2 separate regions of the Mus musculus genome follow, and region 1 is linked to region 2. Evidence: chromatin contacts called from public Hi-C data. All regions are on one chromosome and are shown on one strand. The core of a region is the stretch at or near the end of the contact, and the rest is flanking DNA. Distances in the headings are between cores, read along the strand shown. Region 1 has its middle 12 kb from the start of Gm20751. Region 2 overlaps Gfod1 (glucose-fructose oxidoreductase domain containing 1).

Region 1 (4,887 bases), core at 2,335-4,834, 470 kb before region 2:
ATTTCCACATACAAAAACGTGTTATTTTCCCACCAAGGTGGAGTGATGCAGGAGGAGGGTGTGTCAGAGCTGTCTATAGCAGCTCATGGAGGCTGATTGTTACACTTTCAGAATTTTGTGTGAAATAAAGCCATTACTAAAATTTTAGATTATGCTATATTAAAGTTACTAAAGTATTAAAACTATTAAAGCATTAAAAACATCAATTTATTACTAGGCTATACTAAAAACAGAGGTGGATGTCATCAAAATATCTCTTACCAACTTTCTGGCATTCCGATGCTCTCTGTGCCTTTAAGTGCAGTTGCTCCTGTCGTACTTGTACCGTGGAAACAGCACTTAGGGGCAGGCTACCGCTCACCTCTTCTCATCTGGTGTTCACTGATGCCCTAGGGGTAGCATGAAGTCACTCCTTGCAGGAAATTTACATACAGAGATTGGGAAAAGTACAAATATAGGCCCCAATTTTTGCTGTTCTTCTTGTCTAGACTTGGACAGATGGAGAAAATGTTGATGGGGCTGATTCAAGTTAACAGTGTGTCAGAAGAATTCAAAGTACATCACAAAACTTAAAAGTATATCTATGGCCATCAAGTTATGGGATTGCACCTAATGCTGAGAAGTAGTCTCTCAAGATGCAGACCCACTGTCTGATCGGGTGACAAAATCACTCTATGGCAAAATGAATGAAACTCACACATACATCGCCGAGTTTTCCCCTTAAGTTCAACCTAAGTGGACATAGCCATGCCGTGCTGCAGGTCCACGTATCAATGCCTTGAGCAATTGTACTGAGTTAGGAAGGATTAAGCATTGGTGAATGGTCCACTTTGTCAAACACATGCTGCATGTATCAGCTGGTTCTGTGGCATCTGTGATAAAGGGCATTGCCCAGGACTCTTTGTAGTCATTTGTAAAGCTACGCGGTGTTTATGTGGGTAAAATCGACACCGTTTATGTGCCCCCATATGTGCGTTGGAGTTTTCCCTGGACAGCTGGTTGCTAAACACTTCATTTTTCAGTGTTCCACTTTCCATGAGCTCCAGTGAAAGCGAAGTTAGCCGACCGTGCCAAATGAGTCTACCGTTCAACCATCAAAATAAAATGATGTATTCTCAAAAAAAAAAAAAAATGTCTGTACGTTTTCACAGCCATGGACAACACCATAGTTAGAATGGGCTCTGGCGACTCACAGTGGGGTAGCTTAAGCAGGTCATTGTGGAGCCTTCTAAATTAGTTAGGTTTAACAGGAAATACTCCTTGGTCCCCAGAGTGTCCTCTTCCTCTTCTGCTCCCATCAGCAACCCTTCCGGAATCGGCACTCTTTCCACTGCCAAAGTCTCACGTGCCTACACATCTTGTGGCAACATGTATGCCTGAGCACAAAACTGCCAGGGGCTCCTGTGTTGGATGCTCTGGCTCAGCTGGAAGGTTGGAAGCCTTAGAAAGTAGATAGTCCCTGGAGGAAACTGAGGTTTTATTATCTGGCCCTGCTTCCTGTCCACTTTCTGCTTCCAGAGTGCAGATACAAGGTGGCCATCTGCCTCATGTTCCTCCTGCAACATCTTTCTCACCATGACAGACCCAGACCTCAAACAATGAGCCAAATGAGCCCTGTCTCCCTTTAGTTGCTTCTTGTTAGGGATTTGATCACAGTGCAAATAAAGTCACTCAGACACGGCTCTGTGTCAGCGTTGTTGCCATCAGAAGTAACTGAGCTAACCCGAGAGATGCCAAGAAGGAACCAAAAGGATGTGCTCGCTGTTTGGTGGCATCACTCAGGGTGGAAAACCGACTTCACACAAGACGCCACGCTAGCTCATTAAACTACTTCCGTGGTCACACCAAGTGTGATACTTAGTTTTAAAAGCCAACGTGCTTAGGTTTAAAAAATAAACTTTAAAAAAAAAACGCCTAAAGCATTGGTGAAGCACATCTTTGATAGCACCCATGAGGGTATTTCCACTGAGTACTAACTGATGAGAAAAAGCCTTAAATATGGGCGGCACCATCCCTTTGGCTAGGGTATCAATCTGAATACAAAGGGAAACAGGGAACAGCCAACTGAGCACTGGCTGCCCTCTTCCTCAGTTTCCCAACCCACTGAGCTGTGAACAGCATCCCCTGGTACCTTACCTTCTATACCACAAGGGATGTGCACCCTGCACTGCGAGCAGAAATAAACCTTTCCCCAGTTGGGCTTTTTCTTGGTCACAGCAATGAGAAAACTCATGAGTCTAGCAAGAAAAGAGAGCTAACCTGCCTACTAGGAGGTGCACACAGCAGAGCCTGGGTCTATTCGCTGTTCTCAGAGTAGAGAACAGTGGCAGCAAATAATAGGTGTTTAATGTATGCTAAACACACTGCATGGTAATAAGTAGTTTTTACCTTTCATAGATGCAGTGAGGACTGAATCTTTAAATGTATGTACTGTTTTACAGACTCGAGGTTTTTATGACTTTATTCATCACATTCTCTAAAGAACATATTGTTTGGGATTCATCTTTTCATTCCTCTGTCAAATTTCTCCTTCTAACCAGGAGCATCTCTGCAGACGTGAGCTGTCTACACAGCCACGATAGCAAGAGCTATCAGGCCATGGCACCCTGTACTCTTTCAGAAGCGCTGGCTCACTCTGCAGGTCCTCTGGTCTCTGTGACTCTGCATCCTCACCTCGAAACACAGTGGCTCATGGTTGGGACAAAGTGTATGCTCAGAGAGAACACAGGGACATATGATCACTTAATTTATTTTCAATGATGTGTACCAGGCCAGTGGGACTGGGCCAGCTGAGCTACCACCCTTGAAGTTCAGAGGCAAACACAAAATGTGGATGTGTTTCTGGTGGATGAATGAACCTGCTTTGTGGTGCAGCATTGAGCAGGTGAAGGGGGGGGGGGGAACGGAAGGGAGGGGGAGGGGGAGGGGAAGGGGAAGGGACGAAGAAACCTTTGTGGGCTAATCTAGGAAACTGCTGTTTTCTCAACCATTTCCTTAAGCATTTAAACACAACTCAGGAGAACAACACTGCCTGTTCCATTTTAAAACGAAATCAGAGGTGGACCTCTAATCCTAGCATTTGGGAAGTTGAAGCAGGACTATTATTGCATGCCCCAGGCCATCCTGGGCTACATAGGAAGTTCAGGGTCAACATGGCTCATAGCAAAATCCTGAATCAAAATCAAGGAAGGAAAGAAGGAAGGAAGGAAGAGAGGGAGGGAGAGAGGGAGGGAGGGAGGGAGGGAGGGAAAGAGGAAGGCAAGCCCATTCAATTAGCTAAGTCTAAATGCATCGTCTATGTCATGGTGAATACTGGTTAGCCTTCAGAGATTCAAATCCTGCTCTACTTATCTTTGTTTACTTCCCAATTTGTTGAAGTCTTTGTTGAATTAACTAAAGAATACAGCATAAAAAATTAATTTAAGTCCAGTGAGGTAAGGTCCCTGTAACCAACCATATGTCTATTAACAAGCACACTTCTGGGCTCTGTCTGTCTCCAAGTGGGAGGACCACACGAGAGCGATCCACATGGCCTGGCCCAGAGGTCATGTGATGTTTTCTTCAGGCACAGTGCCACCCTCTGCCTCTCCCCCACTCCATTGCTGGCAGCTCCCCATGCTCTCTCCCACTGAAGTGTCCCCTATGTGTCGAAGACGTTCTTGGCAGGGCCTCCAACCAGAGGAAAAGTTGGCCCTTGTGAAAGATCTATATTAGCTTTCCGGAGAAACAGAGATGTCTGACCGATGGAGAGACCACAGAGACAGCCAGTAATTAATCTTCACGGAGCTTCGGATTCTTGGCACAAGCTTCACGAGCTGGCATTCAGTGTGCATGTTGACAGGACTCCCTGATTCCTCCACACGTTGGATAAAAGGTAGACGACCCTAAGGTGAGAGCAATTAGCACAGTCTACAGCCCGGATCTGCGGGATCCTGAGCACAGGACTTCAAAAGGCCTCAGGTTCCCCAGAGCAGGTGCCGAACAGCAGGAAGGTCAGTACCTGAGCAGACATGGGGATGTCTCTTTCATCAGGTGGCAGAGCCATCTCCCAGCTGACTGTGTGGGGGAAAAGCTACCGTTTGGCTTTAGCATAATAAAGTCCCTTTACTCCTGTATCTTGTGTGTAGTCTTGGGTGGGGAAGGCAGCCAGTGATCAGGGTTCATCCATCTCTTTAATTCTATTCCCTGTCCCAGACCCAGAAAACGGAACTCACAGGAGACAGGACATCGGATCTTTACAGGTGACCCTTATCTCCTAGGCCTATCTGCAAGTACTTCACAGTAGAATAGGCGGGCCAAGATCCCTTAGAGAACAGGGGATGCTGGGACTAGTGACCCAGAACAGGTATATGGTTGGATGTTAAGTCAAAGATGGCGCCTGAGTTCCCAAGGCATTGCTTCCCAATCACATATTATTAGATTAATGTGTTTAGGCTCAAAGGGTTTATCCATTTCATGTGTGTGCTTATGAATGAATGTGCATGTGTGCACCACATGCATGCATGCATGCATGAGGCCTTAAAGATCAGTCAGAAAGAGGCATCAATGGATATGCTGGATCCCGAGGACAGATGGCTGTCAGCTACCACCTGGATTCTGGAACTGAACCTGGGTCTCCTGGAAGGGAAGTAAATCGAGTTTGTTTGTTTGTTTGTTTGTTTTTACCTGCTCAGTCATCTCCTTGGCCACTACAATTAAAAACGTAACAAAACAACACCCATTTCATCTTTTCACCCATTTTTCTAAAAAAGCAAGATTTTCTAGCGTGATGTCGACATAAGCTGTAGACCCAGGTGAGCGCTGAGTACCCACTGATTATCTATGAATGTGGGTCATTATTTTGTCTTTCTTCAGGGAAGTCATTGGGGGCAGGGTCTGTGTTCTGAC
Region 2 (5,259 bases), core at 2,720-5,219:
TTTGCTATGCATGAACCACTTTGTTCGATGCTGAGGTGACTACAAAAGAGCAAAGATAACGTCTCTGGGTCTGAGATGCATGGAGCTGAGTGAAAGCAGATACACTGCTAGGCAGTGATGGGGGGGCGGAGAGGCTGTCTGCACCCTGTGGCTCTGGACCAATCAAAGCAGTCTTTGAAACATCCTCAGGGGAACAGACAGTTCCTTCTCCTTAACCTGCATTTTACAAAGGCAACAGAAAGTTCCCTGGAAATGGAGTATTTCCCCTGCCCCCTTTGGTAGTTTTGATGCAAACCCACACTCACAAAATTGGAGGTGAACTCCGATGGGAGGAGGCAGCGTATCGTTTTCCACAGGACATAGAATGTTCAGGAAGTTTTCCACAGGACATAGAATGTTCAGGAAGTTTTCTGTCCTTCTCTGGTCTTCACCCCTTAAGCACCTAGGAGGTCTTCTCACATTAAGCGCCAAGCCACCTCCTGGGGACTCCTTGTTTTTCGGGATGGACTGACCTTGATAGAGTCCCTGATCTTTCTGACCTCTTGTTCCTCATCGCTGACCTCCCAGCCCTTCTCCTTGACCTCACCAGGCCCAGGTAGTCAAGCCAGGATATTGCCTCAACCAGGCTTCTCCCGGACTATGTGTCCATTCCCTTCCTTCTAGACCTGTGGGTCATGCCGAGGGCCCAGCCAGCATCAACATCCCTTCTAAGGTTGGCGAGGTGGCTCAGTGAGTAAATAGCCTGCTACTCAAGCACAAGAGCCCCAGTTCAGATCTCATGGAATTGGGGTAGAGACAGGAAAACTAGTTAGAATGTACTAGTTAGTTGGTCTAGTCAAAACAAGTGAGCTCCAGGGTCTGTAAGTGACTCCTCTCAAGTAATAAGGTCGAGGATGATAGACAGAGAGATCGCAACATTATCCTCTGGCCTCTATATGCACATACATGTGTTTACACATAGATACAGCACACACATATACAAACATGTACACACAAAGCCCTTCCCATGTCTAGGGTTAGGAGCATCCGGCAAAGGAGATTTTGAACATTAGATTAAACCTCATTTTTGTTCCTCATTTGTGTTCCCAGGGGAATGACCCTGAACTTATTTCAAGCCCTCCTTCCCCCCTCCCCAACTCCCGTTTCTGAGAAACTTTACTATTAACAATCTGTCCAGGATTGCCACAGGTGGTCCCCAAGTGTGGTCATCACAGCCTCACATCAGATTGGACCAGCCACAGGTCCGACAATGTCAAGCTGTGGCAAGATGACTACCCGTCTTGGGATTAGGGATTCACCCATGTGGCTTGCACAGGTCTGCTTGTAGGTGTGAGACCTGGCTACTGGTGCACAGTTCCCTTTGCTAACCAATAGGCCGAGCCCCCTGTGCTTAAATCCTGAAAAAAGTGGTCTGCTGGACACTTACTTTCCATTAGGGAGTCAGGACTCCAGGGATGGTTCAAGCAGAACAGACCCACAATAACAGCTCCAGGAAACAAGTCTGTAATATGAGAGTTGGATCTGTGACAAACCAACTGGGTAGAGAGTCCTCCACACTCCTGGTCACGTGTAAGAGCTGGGAGAACTGAGCCATCCTGTGAGTGGTTGCGAGTGGATTCTTAGTCACTGCCTGCTCTAATAGGAATGTCGGCTTTGTTAGGGGTTAGGACTGTGGGGCTGGAGCTAGAGCTCTGTTGGTAGAGCCCTTGCCTAGAACGCATGAAGCTCTGGGTTCGGTTCCCCAGCACTTTTGAAAACTGGGTGGGGAAACACCTGGAACTGACGTCAGTAAGGAAATCATGGCCCAGCTGGGCATTCTAGAACATGGAGGGAGGTGTCTGGAACAGAATTGCTTAGAGGGTGGTAGTGGTGGCAGGATATGTGTATATACATGCGCACACACACACACACACACAGACACACATACACCTGCCTGCCTGCCCTTCTGCTTCACTCTGGGGGTCGCTGGAGGATTGTTTAGCAGCCCCATAACTATGAATGCTTCAGAGTTCAGCCTTATGTACATTGGGAAGTGTTATTTCTGCAAGACCATGAAGGAGCAAGTGTAAGTGTCTCTCTGTTAAGCATACTTCAGGTAGTAGCCATGACTTTTGACTTCACCATAGAGTTGCTCAGCAATGCTCTAGGGACTCATGGGAATTCTGTTGGGGGATGGGGATTTGAGCCCAGAGTGGCAAGGACTGTTGACAATCATTCCAGCTCTCATATTATTTTTTGTGGACCACAAGAAACCAAGTCTCAATACAGATAGTCTGGCTTAATGGTTCTACCTAGTGATTTTTTTTTAAAAGCTTTACTATGTAGGAAGGCAGTATGCATTTCGTAAGAAGCATCCTTACAATCATGGTGTGTAGTCTTCTCCAGGTAGTGTTAAGTGCTCCGAGTCTCTCTTGTGATGCTGAGCCATGGTAGCAAACAAACAAAGCTCCTGGTCAACCCCACAACCTTAACTCTGCAGGATCATCTTTTCAGGGTCTAAGCTAGAATGTTTTCTAGGCTAGGTACCCTAAATGGTGCACTTCAGGGCTTAGGAGGCTATTTTGTTTATAAATGATTTTCTGGGGTAGGACATAAGCTCACTGTAGGCTGAGGAATGTCTTGTTGATTCCCCAGGCAATTCCTTTTTTTGCTTACAGTTTGGTCCAAGTTGCCCCCAGTTGCCCCGATGTTTGACTCTCCAAGGTCAGAAGGAATCACTCCACCAGGCCTTGTATCCCAGCATTTAAAATTAGCCCTGCTGTAGAGAGACTTTGGCTCACTCTCCACAGGCGGGGAGCTTGGTGCCCAGAGCCTATCAGAGGGACAACCAGGCTCTCATGTCCAACCCTAGGTAGATGCCATCACCTCCCATGGTTGCACTGACAGATTGTATATTCCAGGGCAGTTTAGTATCAGAAGTCACTGTCTTTGCCCGTAATCGCCCGAGGATGTGTTGAACATCACAGCCAAATATGAACAGCATTCAGGGAGGCAGCAGACACTGCCTCTCTTGGCATCTCTGAGGAAGGCTGCGTGTTGCTATGGCATTTGGAAACTTCCATTTCCTTTTTAGAATCGTTCTCAATATCCTTATTTGGTGGACGACCAATGAGACCAAAAACAGTGAGGGGGTGGGGACTTGAGCCCCGTCCCCCCGCCCCCTTCCTCCAAGTGACTAACAGGTGCAGGTGGCAGAGTCAGAGTGGATATGCTGGACAAAGGCGTGACTCACATCCTGGGTGGGATGGAGTGGGATGCTGTGAGATTTCGTCATAGCACACAATTTAAAACTCACATAAATTGTTTATTTCTGGAATTTTCCATGTAATATCTTTGGACTGTGGTTAGCCATGAATATTGAAACTGCAGAAATCAAGTTCAGATACAAGGGCCTACCATGTTTCTGTATATTCCTCCCCCTCCTCCTCCTCCTCCTCGTCCTCTTCCTCCTCCTCTTCAAGATGGAATGCACTTATCCCCTGCCTCAGGTCCTCTGTGCTTCTTCAACTAGCTGACCTTGTCTGCTGCTGAAATAGGACTTAGCTTGTGACATTGGCTCATGTACGTTGTTGCATGCACCTTTTCCCCTCACCTATTTCATGCCTTCCGAGTGACTTTGCCCAGAAGACTCGTACATACTGGCTAGAATGCATTCAGCCATAAAGAAGTAGCAATTCCTGCCATGTGTGGCGATGTGGACAGCAGACATGACCGTAGGTCCAGTAAAGTCAACTAGGCACAGAAAGAGATAGACCACCTGACCTAATGTGTAAAAACTTAAGAGTTGGGCTGGGCGTGTGGCTTAGCTATGGGGGTGTGGCTTAGCTATAGAGCTTGGGTGTGGCTTAGCTATGGGGGTGTGGCTTAGCTATAGAGCTTGGGTGTGGCTTAGCTATAGGGTGTGGCTTAGCTGTAGAGCTGGGGTGTGACTTTGCTGTAAAGCTGGGGGTGTGGCTTAGCTATAGGGGGTGTGGCTTAGCTATAGAGCTTGGGTGTGGCTTAGCTGTAGAGCTGGGGTGTGGCTTTGCTGTAAAGCTGGGGATGTGGCTTAGCTATAAGGGTGTGGCTTAGCTGTAGAGCGTTTGCTTCAGCAGGCACAAAGTCCTGCTTTCAATTCCACGAGAAAAATAAAAAAGTGAAAAACCTTTCCAGAAGCTGGGGAGAGGCATAGGATGGTTTTCCTTTCATATCTCCCAAGAAGAATTTGACGGGCCCACATTGACTCTTAGATCTCCAGGTTCTAGCACTGTGAGGCTGTGGTACTTTGTCCCAGCAGCCCTTGCCAACCATCACGTCTTCGATCTTGAATCTTCTCTGGTCCTTCCTAATGGCGATTAAATCAGTGAACTTTAAGCATCTTAAAATGCTTAACGTTCTAGCACACGGCTTCCAACAATCTTCCTTTCAGAGTTTGTTCCTCATCTTTGCCACCTAATGCTGGATGGCCCCAGAGTGCTGGAAGTTGCTTCCCCTTCGGGCAGCTAGAAGGTGAACAGAGAAATGTCTGGTGATGATAAGGGATGTGCAATAGCCGGTGGTGACATGATAAAAAGACTTGGCATGCACATGTGGTTTCTGATGGCATATCAGACTTCTGTTTCTTAGAATCCTACTTTCTTGTTCTGGTTTGAATCTGAAATGCTCCACCCCCCACCCCCACCCCCTGCAGCCCCCAACAGGCTCATGTTTTGAATGTTCATCCCCTCCAGCTGATGGCACTATAATAGGAGGCTGGGAGAGTTTGGGGAGCTTGAGCATGCATGGTAGAAGCTGTTTACTCAGGGTATGTCTTTGAAGGCCATAACTTAGTACCTGGTTCTGGCATGGTCTCTGCCTCCTGGTCGGTTATGAGGTGAATGGTTTCCATGACATATTCTGCTGCATTATACTGATGCCACAGACCCAGTCTCTCTCTACCATGTCCTTTCTAGCATGGTGGATGAAAATCTCCTAAAACCACAAGCCTAAATAAGTTCTCTAGAGAACTAGTTCTATAAAGTATGTGGGCCAGACCATGGGCAACTAAAGTACAGGGTTCCCTTCCAGACACACACATGTATATTTGCTGAGTAGATGTGGTCCACTGCCCATGGCAGGCGTGTGTCCGACAGACAGCATTGTTTAAGTAGGTCACCATGATGGGCCAGGGAGATGGCTCCATTAATAAAGTGCTTGCCAAAGAAGCACCAGGAGCTGTGTTTGATCCCCCAAACCCATGTAAAGCTAGGCACGCTGTCACACATGTGTGATGTTAGTGCT

The links. A called contact is a pair of places that touch in the nucleus more often than the background predicts.
Region 1: a contact with region 2 is called in a Hi-C map of cerebral cortex, with 2.9 times the contacts expected there. The contact joins two enhancer-like sites. A contact is called at or near these places in 2 of 484 Hi-C or Micro-C datasets (cerebral cortex and cumulus cells).

The regions. Positions count from the first base shown.
Region 1 is chr13:43,725,943-43,730,829 of GRCm38.p6, reverse strand. No RefSeq gene overlaps it. Among named protein-coding and RNA genes, the nearest start is that of Gm20751, 12 kb to the right of the region's middle. Within about 2 kb of position 3,584, at least 3 of the 459 cell types and tissues checked have an H3K27ac peak or open chromatin away from gene starts, as enhancers often do. A contact at or near this core is called in cerebral cortex, where this site is marked.
Region 2 is chr13:43,260,166-43,265,424 of GRCm38.p6, reverse strand. The region is part of intron 1 of Gfod1 (glucose-fructose oxidoreductase domain containing 1); the gene reads left to right. It overlaps LOC115488162 (a long non-coding RNA gene), which reads left to right. Exons shown (of 2, transcript XR_003950633.1): 1 at 1-5,259. Among named protein-coding and RNA genes, the nearest start is that of Gfod1, 41 kb to the left of the region's middle. Within about 2 kb of position 3,969, at least 142 of the 459 cell types and tissues checked have an H3K27ac peak or open chromatin away from gene starts, as enhancers often do. A contact at or near this core is called in cerebral cortex, where this site is marked.